Regions from separate parts of the Mus musculus genome. Here region 2 is linked to region 1. The links are chromatin contacts, called in public HiChIP or PLAC-seq maps. All regions are on one chromosome and are shown on one strand. Each heading gives the region's core, a stretch centred on a gene start, on an enhancer-like site or on the middle of the called end of the contact. The rest is flanking DNA. Distances are from core to core; before and after follow the strand shown. Region 1 holds the start of Rab40c (Rab40C, member RAS oncogene family). Region 2 holds the start of Ergic1 (endoplasmic reticulum-golgi intermediate compartment (ERGIC) 1).

Region 1 (4,280 bases), core at 292-2,791:
GAGGTCAGAGGATAACTTTCAGAAGTCATTGCAGCCTTTCCCCCTGTTAAAATGGGCTTACACCAGGCCAGGTAGCTCTTGAACTGCTGGACAAATTCTCCTATCTTTACTTCCTTTCTTTCTTATTATAGGAGCCGGAGCTAGATGGAGATTACAGATGGTCAGTCACCGGAGGGAGATCGAACTCATACTGTTAGGCTTACAGTGCAAGAGCGTTGGTCCCAATCTATGTTTACGGTTTTTTTTGTTTTTTGTTTGGTTTGGTTTGGTTTTGGGTTTTTGAGACAGGGTTTCTCTGTATAGCCCTGGCTGTCCTGGAACTCACCCTGTAGACCAGGCTGGCTTCGAACTCAGAAATTCGCCTGCCTCTGCCTTCCGAGTGCTGGAATTAAAGGCGAGCGCCACCACGCCCGGCTTATGTTTTACGTTTTAAATTTTTTGCTATTTATGTGACTTGTGAATGCACTCTTAACCAAGAACGCTGTCCGTGGCCCTCCAGCCTTGGAGCTGGCCGACCGAGTGTGCACATGCAATGCGTTGCCCATCCTGGAGTTCACCGGGCCAACGCTGCTCAGTCGCTGGTCCAAGCCCTCAGGATCCGCTTTGGGAAGGATGTCCCCCACAAGAGACAGCTCAGAGGTGGACTTCAGCCGCCATCCTTGTGCCAAAACACTCAGTAGCGGCCCCGCCCACTCCGCAGCCAGGAGGAAGTCCCACCCCTTGGAACAGCCCACAAGGGAGAGAGGCTTGCCCCTCCAGGGCGAACACTAAGTGGCTGTCCCCGCCCTGCCCTCAGGGAAGGCGAGCCCCACAGTGTACGACGAACTTTGTTACTTCCCTTCTGGGTCTCTGTGAGAGCGGCCGGCCAACGCAGCTTGATAGATAACCTGCCCCCTTCCAACACCCTCCTCCCGGGACTCAGCTGAAGCAGGAGTTATCTCTACCCTTCCGCTTGTCCACGAGGGGGGAAGGGTAGACTTGTGTAATGTTTGACTCTTGATTGGCCCGAATTAGGAAAGGGGTGGGCCTAGGAGGTTATGATCGATGTTAGATGGCACAAATGCCTTAGCAGTAGTAGCCAATGGTGATGACGAGGGGGCGGGAGGCCAGGATGTTGCAGGTCGGTGCCCGGCTACTATGGCTCTGAGGCATCCTGCAGGAAGCAGTAGGGGTTGGGATGGACATGCAAGAGCAACCAATGATTTCGGAAAATCAGTGGGAAGTAGCCAATGGTCACAGCGAGGAGGCGGGGAAAAACGCCAGCCTCAGCAACACTGTGTACGAAATAGCGGGGACGGGACTTCAGTGATAGACAAGCATGTAGACCAACAGAAGTGAGAAAGAGGGTGGCAGCGGGCCAGTAGCAGTGGCGAGTGGGCAGGGCGGGGCGACCGTGGGCTGGGCGGCACCTTGTGTGGGGCGACGTGGGGGCGGGGCGACCGTGACGGCCAGGCTGCCAGGCCAATGGCCCGGAGAGGGCCGGCGGAGGGTGGCCAATGGCGGCGGCGCATCCGGGGGCGGGGCTGCGGGGCTGCGCGGTGCCGTGCGGGAAGCGGCGGGTGGCGGCGGCGGCAGCGGCGGCGGCGGCGGCTAGGAGGCTGAGGTGAAGCTGGCGGCAGCGGGGCGGGTGCACTGGGGGCGGTGGCCAGCGGGCGGGAGCATCAGCGTCCTGACCGCACGGCCGCTCACCAGCCTTCGCCCGCAGGTCTGGCGGCGGTGCCGTGGGCCGCGGTGCGGCGGGCGGGAGGATGGGCACCCAGGGCAGTCCAGTGAAGAGCTACGATTACCTGCTCAAGTTCCTGCTGGTGGGCGACAGCGACGTGGGCAAAGGCGAGATCCTGGAGAGCCTTCAGGACGGCGCAGCTGAATCCCCGTACGCCTACAGCAACGGTAGGCCGGGGTTGGCTGTGGGCGCGCGAGGTGGGAGCGGCCTGTCGCGGGAGCGGGCGGCCTCTGCGCGTGTCGCTGCGGTATCCTCTGGCCCTGCCTTGAGGAGCCGTCGGCAAGCGGGCGCGGGTCCTGGTGGCTACTAAGAAGTCACAGCAGCAGGTCTTTGGAGTCCATTAGGGCCTGGAATGGGCCGCGCGGCAGATACCGCACGACGGGCCCGGTGCTCACCGCACTGCCGCCGGAGGGGTTTGCTCAGAGACACCGCACCCTGTGCAGGGAGAAAATAGGTCTGCTGCGATGTGATTTTTGTTAACTTCCGGGTGCATGGCAAAAAATACACAAGGTAGATTGCATCACTGGCACTTGCCTGAGCTTGCCTCTTAATTTAGATATTTAAGGTAAAATCGTAGCTAACAGTGGGTGGGATTGGATCACAGGGGCTGCTGACTCCGGAGGAATTAATGTGCAGTGGGCCTGTCATCTTATATCACTGGACTAATTCTACCTTCCTGGTCGCTTCCCGAGTCCCTTTTACTCTGCTTTTTTACTTCATTCTCTGGGGTCTTGTTAGCCCTGTCTTACTGCTCTGAGTACTGGCGGTCTGGTAAATAACAGCTGAGTGTGTAGGTAAGACATCTACCACTCTTAGCAGTTAGGACTTGTCAAGGGTGATGACTGCCAGGACATCAGTGGAGGACCCTTCCTTTTGAACAGTAGCGCTGGATCTTCTCTGTAAGTCCTCCCCAAGCACCTCTCAGCTTCAGTTCACAGCAGGCATCTTCAGCGCAGGAAAGGAAGAGTCATGGTTTTACTTTGCAGGGTATGTGAAAAGACCTCTGCACAGCCAGGCAGCCTTGACTGGTATTTAACTGGGCGTCCCAGGGTGACAGCCCTGCTCAGAAAGGCTTTGGGGGGTTACCTTTCCAATGGGGGAGTGTGGGAAGGGCTGGGCTTGGCTTCAGAAATGCTTAGTGTTAACTTGTGCTTTGGAGAGACTGCTTGTCCCTGCTCCACTCTTCCTTTCCCCATCAGCTTCAACCACATATCCACACAGCCTCCTGCTGGATCCTCTTTCCTCCTCTCCTCTGTCAACGGAGTCTTGCCAGATTTCCTATGACGTGCTACCCGAAGTGGGGCCACTAGCACATAAAGAGTACAGAGGTGTGAGACTTACCATGGGCACTGTTCACCCACCCAGTGCTTTCACGATGCACAAGCTGTACGGCCCGTGTGGGTCCAGCAGTGTGAAGCACAGAGGCAAACAGCCTCAACAGCATGGTTCTCATGCTGGGTTGACATGCATACAGCACAGATATCAGGCCTTTGGGTCAGAGCATTGGGCCTCCTCAGAGAAGAGATTAGCAGTGGTAAAGCAGCTGGTTCTGGAGTGTGCGCACAGTGTGTATTTACTGTTTGAAAGAGCTGGACTTCTCGTTCTCTAAGTAGATAAGCGCATGATTCCTTTCTCTCACCATTATTAAACATCCTCTGCATGTCAGCCAAGTGCTGGTGGTGTAGTCCTTTAGTCCCTGTGCTGGGGAGCAGAGGCAGGCAGACCTCTGAGTTGGAGGCCAGTCTGTTCTATAGAGCAAGTTCCATGACAGCCGTGACTACCCAGAGAAACCATGTCTGGAAAACAGAAAGAGAACGTTCATTTTCACTTTTAGGTTTTTTTCAAGGTCCAGGGCTCCTCTGAGCAGGGTAGTCCCCACCTGGGAAGGAGTCTGCTGCTCCATATTGGCCCCTGATCTCCTTCTTGATCCCAGCTGGGTTATTTACCTGTCTCAACGTCTGGTCTAGCTTGTTCCTTGGGTGTGAACATCGCTCTCTCTGACTTTACAAACATGTGAGTCATCAAAACGACTTTTTTTTTTCTTTGATTAGCACTGACACCTGAAACAGTGACAGTACTGTGGCCACATGCCCAGCGTCTGCAGGAGTCCTCTGGTCTGGTGCTTTAAATACTTGTGGTTAGGGTCTCTGTGGAGTTAGAAACATCAGGGCATTGAAGACACAACAGTGATTGTGCCCAGCAGCAGTGATCTCCTCTCTGGATGGAACAGGACATTTTCAGAGAGCTTCATCTGGGCATGCATGGTGGAATTATGCTCCAGAGAAAAGGCGTTGTGGAGTCTCAGCTGTGGGAGAGGACAGGGCGGGGTGTGGCGGGGGTGGGGAACAGCCTTTACACACAAGCATAAAACAAATAAATTTGCCTCTGGTTCTGATATGTGGCATTGGGATGATAGGTCCCTGTTGGCCTCAAGCCAGCCAACTGGGTAGTTACCCTTGAACCCAGGAAACATTATTACTACAGCACACAAGACTGTCCTTGTTTGTGATATGGGCATTGTAAGACAGTTATATCTCGTCCTAGCTCATACAAAGAC
Region 2 (3,841 bases), core at 539-3,038, 640 kb before region 1:
AATATCAATGCCTTAAACTAGTCAGTAATAAGCAGGCCCTGACAAGGCTAAAGCTGGCCCCAGCTGTTTTCCTTTTTTTTTTTTTTTCATCTCACCTGCCCCCAGCCCCCAAACTTCCAACTGGAGCCCAGATCTGCCCAGCCCTTCCAGCATGCAGGCGGGGCATGCAGGCGGGGCAGAGAACTGACAAGATGAAGTAACCAGAACAGTTACTTCTTTAACAAACTCAAAATCCCTAGGACTTGCAGAACCGTGTGGGGACAGGAGGGTTGGGACCCTTTCCGGTCAGCCCTGGGAGGTTTGAGGGGGGGGCCTGGATGTGCCCACTGCCCTTCTTTCTGCATGGGCACACTGTGGTAATGGGTGTCCCTAAAACTGGCTCAAAGCCCTCTCGGTTCAAAGCTACCATGGTCTGTATGCTTTTGTCTAAGCCCAGGTATGGACCCCGGGGCTACCTCAAGCAAGCAGGAAGCTGGTTTGCCAGATAGTACCAGTGCCCAGAGTGAGCTAAAAACCACTTTGGCTGGTTAAGAGGTCTGAAACCAATGTCCTCTCTGGGCCCTGACCCCAGGTTGCCCATATGCCACCACATGATCCGAATCTTGGGCCGTTTTTAGATTGGTTGTCACTCTGTTCTGCCTCTATACACATCAGTAAGAGGGGGAGGATGAGGGGAAACTGTGACCAATGGAGGAATACCCGTTCTCTGGCTGTGGGGAGCGCTCACAGATCTCCTCAGTCACAGATGCCCTACTTCTGAGTTCCATGTGATGGAGACTGGGTCAGGGGTGCCTTACAATCCCTGTCTTTCAGGTGGTGACCTTATTTTTAGTACCAATTTGCAAGAGGTGAAACCAATATTTTGAGCATGCCCAGACACCTGCTGGGGTTAGCCAGCTGAGCGGTGAGGGGCTGCACCCTAAGCCTTTGCTTCTAACATTGAGAATCTACTAAGCAGCTGGGTAGAGAGGTACAGCCAGGCTTCTAATCCTTTTGCTCCAAAGTATCCCAACAGCCCAGAGCATCTCAGAGCGTCTTATGTCAAGGGAATGTCTGGTGGGGAGGCCCTTCCCATGCAGGCTTCCAGAAGGCCTGGCCCTATACAATGGTGTTCCAGGAGGCAAAGAACCTTCTGCAGAACCTCGAGATCCCAGCATCCTCCTCTTCCCGCACTGTCCCCATGGCTTGCGGGAACAGGCCTCCACATCTGGTAGGTAGAGGATTCTCAGGCTCTGAAGAACTAAGCTTCTCCAACTGCTGCCAGATTGAATGGGGCTGCAGCCCTCAGATCCCACCGGGCAAAGCCAGGCGCGCGGCCCCACCTGTCAGCCAGGACAGGGTCCACTAGGGAAGACTGGGGAGAAAGCCTGAGGATGCCTGAGCTCCTTTTATTTGGGATTTGGGAGGAGATTTGGTTCCCAGGTTGGGGGAGGGGAATGAAAGATGTCAGGGGCAAGCTGGGGACACCGCGCCGTGGAAAACAGAGTGCGAGGGCTTGCCAGGGCTGCACGAGGGGTGGGGGTAGGGCTCGAACCCCGAGGAAGGCCGCGGTCCCCTAGGGCCTGCCGAGGCGTGCACAGTGCACCAGGGTCGCATTTGCACGTAACGGGGGGTGGGGGGTGGTCGTCGCCGGCTGCAGAGGGCCTCGGGCCCGGGGCCTCACTCACCTCCTGAAGTCAAAGGGCATCGTGCCGCCGAGCCGGTGGGAGCGTTGCAGGCCAGGCGGGCCGCAGCGCCGCGTGGGTCCGAGCCCGCTGCCAACGCCTCCTCGGCCGCCCCGCCCCCGCCAGCCTGCCCGACACTCGCCACTCGCCTCCCGCCGCCGGGAAGTGACGCTCCACGCAGCCCATTGGGCGCCGCCACATCCACCGGCCGCCCCTTCCGCCGCCCCATTAAAGGGGCCCGAGGGCCCGCTGAATGGGAAGGCCCGAGAGTGGGATGCTACCCAAGCCCAGGTCTCCAAGACTCCCGCTTTGGTTCTTTTTGGCCTCTGATCTTTTTTCCTAGCGTAAGTGGGGCCTCAGGACAAATCGCTCTGCCTCAGGCAGTGGGTTTTGTGCTTGTAAAACAAAGCCATTGCGTTGTGAAGATCAGAGAAAAATGCTACAAATTGCGGGTCCATGCTTGGTGCTAGTTCTGGGTGAAGGTTAAAACTGGGGGATGGGCAACGCAGTCCTAGATTGAGAAAGTCCACCCACCTCCCACCCATCCCTTGCTTCTTAGGAAAAGCCATCTGGCTCCCGAGATCCACCACCACCCCTTTCTCTATCTGTATAACTGTTAATCCCACTTTTCAACTTTTCATAGGTATCAAAGGAGGTAGTTGGGGCCCTGCTTTAGTGAACAGCCTGGCATCTAGTGACAGCTTCTCCACCTGTTAGAGTTGGGCTTAGCTAGCCACTTCTATCATCTTTCTTCGGGATTGATGCCAACCAGTACTCGTTGAGCATCTACCAACCTGAAGTCAGGAACTTGCAGGGTTATCCAGAGGCTCTGAGTTTGCACGGTTAGAAATGGTAACATACCGCTGATTGCCCCTAGGAGCCTCCATTCTCAGAAACACAGAAGTACAGAGGAAAACCTCCCTCAACTTGCTGGGCTAGAGGAGGAGGCAGCTGAACTCTAAACTTTTTGTGATTGGCTGGTCTTAGTTGTCAATCTGACATACCTGGAAGAGATTGAAGAAATGGCTCCACTACATTAGCCTAAGGGCTTGTATGTGTGTAAAGTTTTCTTAGTTCCTAAGTAATGATGTAGGAAGGCCCAGCCCTCTATGGGTAGCAACATTCCTAGGATGGGATCCTGGGATCAGAAAGCTACTGCATATGAGCAGTGGAGCCCATTAGCAGCCTTCCATCCTCCACAGGTCTCTGCTTCAGTTTCTGCTTCATGGTTCTTTTTTTTTTTTTTTTTTTTTTTTTTTTTTTTTTTTTTTTTTTTTTGTTTGGTTTTTTTGAGACAGGGTTTCTCTGTATAGCTCTGGTTGTCCTGGAACTCACTTTGTAGACCAGGCTGGCCTCGAACTCAGAAATCCACCTCCCTCTGCTGGGATTAAAGGCGTGCGCCACCACGCCCGGCCCTGCTTCATGGTTCTTACCTTGAGTACCTACTTACCCAGACTTCACTCCCTGAAGGGCGTGTGGATGTATGAGCCAGATAAACCCTTTGCTCCCAGAGCTGCTTTGGTGGGAGTTTATCACAGCAGAGAAAAAGCAAACTAGGACACCCATGTAGGGGAAATCTGACTTCTGAACTTCCCTGGGTTCTGCTGCTGATGCCTTCTTCAAAGCTGCGATTTAAGACAACAACTTAAGGAGAAAAGTGGGGATCCAAGTTCAAAAGGCAGGATGGGCAGGGAGGCAGTGTCCTGACATAAAAAGCTCCTTGGTTTCCTGAAGGATAAGCGGGCAGCAAGATTCAGGGTCTGCAGTGATGGGCGATTCCACCAGGTTCTTCTCTTTCTGACAACCGGAATCCCCCTTCCATTCATTCATCCATTCATTCATTATTCATTCATTCATTCGTCATTCATTCATTCATTCATTCAACAAACACCCGCACCCCATGCTCTTATGTATGGGAAATGAGAAAGTTTTAGCCAGTCCTGGAGCCTGGGAGCAGCAGAAAGAAAAAGCATCCTGGGACCTTCTGGAACCACTGGGTACAGATAAACCCAAAACAGAAGTTGTATGGTGTGGGCAATTGATCTCATGTCTTCCCTTTTTAGAACATGATCCAGAGACTAGCTCTTGGACATCTTGGGGACTATTCTCATCTTTAGCCCAGATTCTCCTAAAGAATCTCAGATGTGCCCTTGAGCATGATCAAGGATAACAATGCC

What was found. HiChIP or PLAC-seq counts read pairs in DNA pulled down with a chosen protein or histone mark.
Region 2: a FOXA1 HiChIP or PLAC-seq map of pancreatic cancer cells shows a contact between it and region 1. The contact joins the promoter of Ergic1 here to the promoter of Rab40c in region 1. A contact is called at or near these places in 2 of 39 promoter capture datasets (pre-B cells and stem cell-derived epiblast-like cells) and 2 of 115 datasets of contacts at active chromatin or transcription factors (memory CD8 T cells and pancreatic cancer cells).

What each region holds. Positions count from the first base shown.
Region 1 is chr17:25,916,975-25,921,254 of GRCm38.p6, reverse strand. Rab40c (Rab40C, member RAS oncogene family) reads left to right here and starts at 1,541. Exons shown (of 7, transcript NM_139154.2): 1 at 1,541-1,603; 2 at 1,706-1,890. The coding sequence starts at 1,749.
Region 2 is chr17:26,559,459-26,563,299 of GRCm38.p6, reverse strand. Ergic1 (endoplasmic reticulum-golgi intermediate compartment (ERGIC) 1) reads right to left here and starts at 1,788. Exons shown (of 10, transcript NM_026170.3): 1 at 1,668-1,788. The coding sequence starts at 1,687. 1700049J03Rik (a long non-coding RNA gene) reads left to right here. Exons shown (of 4, transcript XR_001782188.2): 1 at 1-1,210.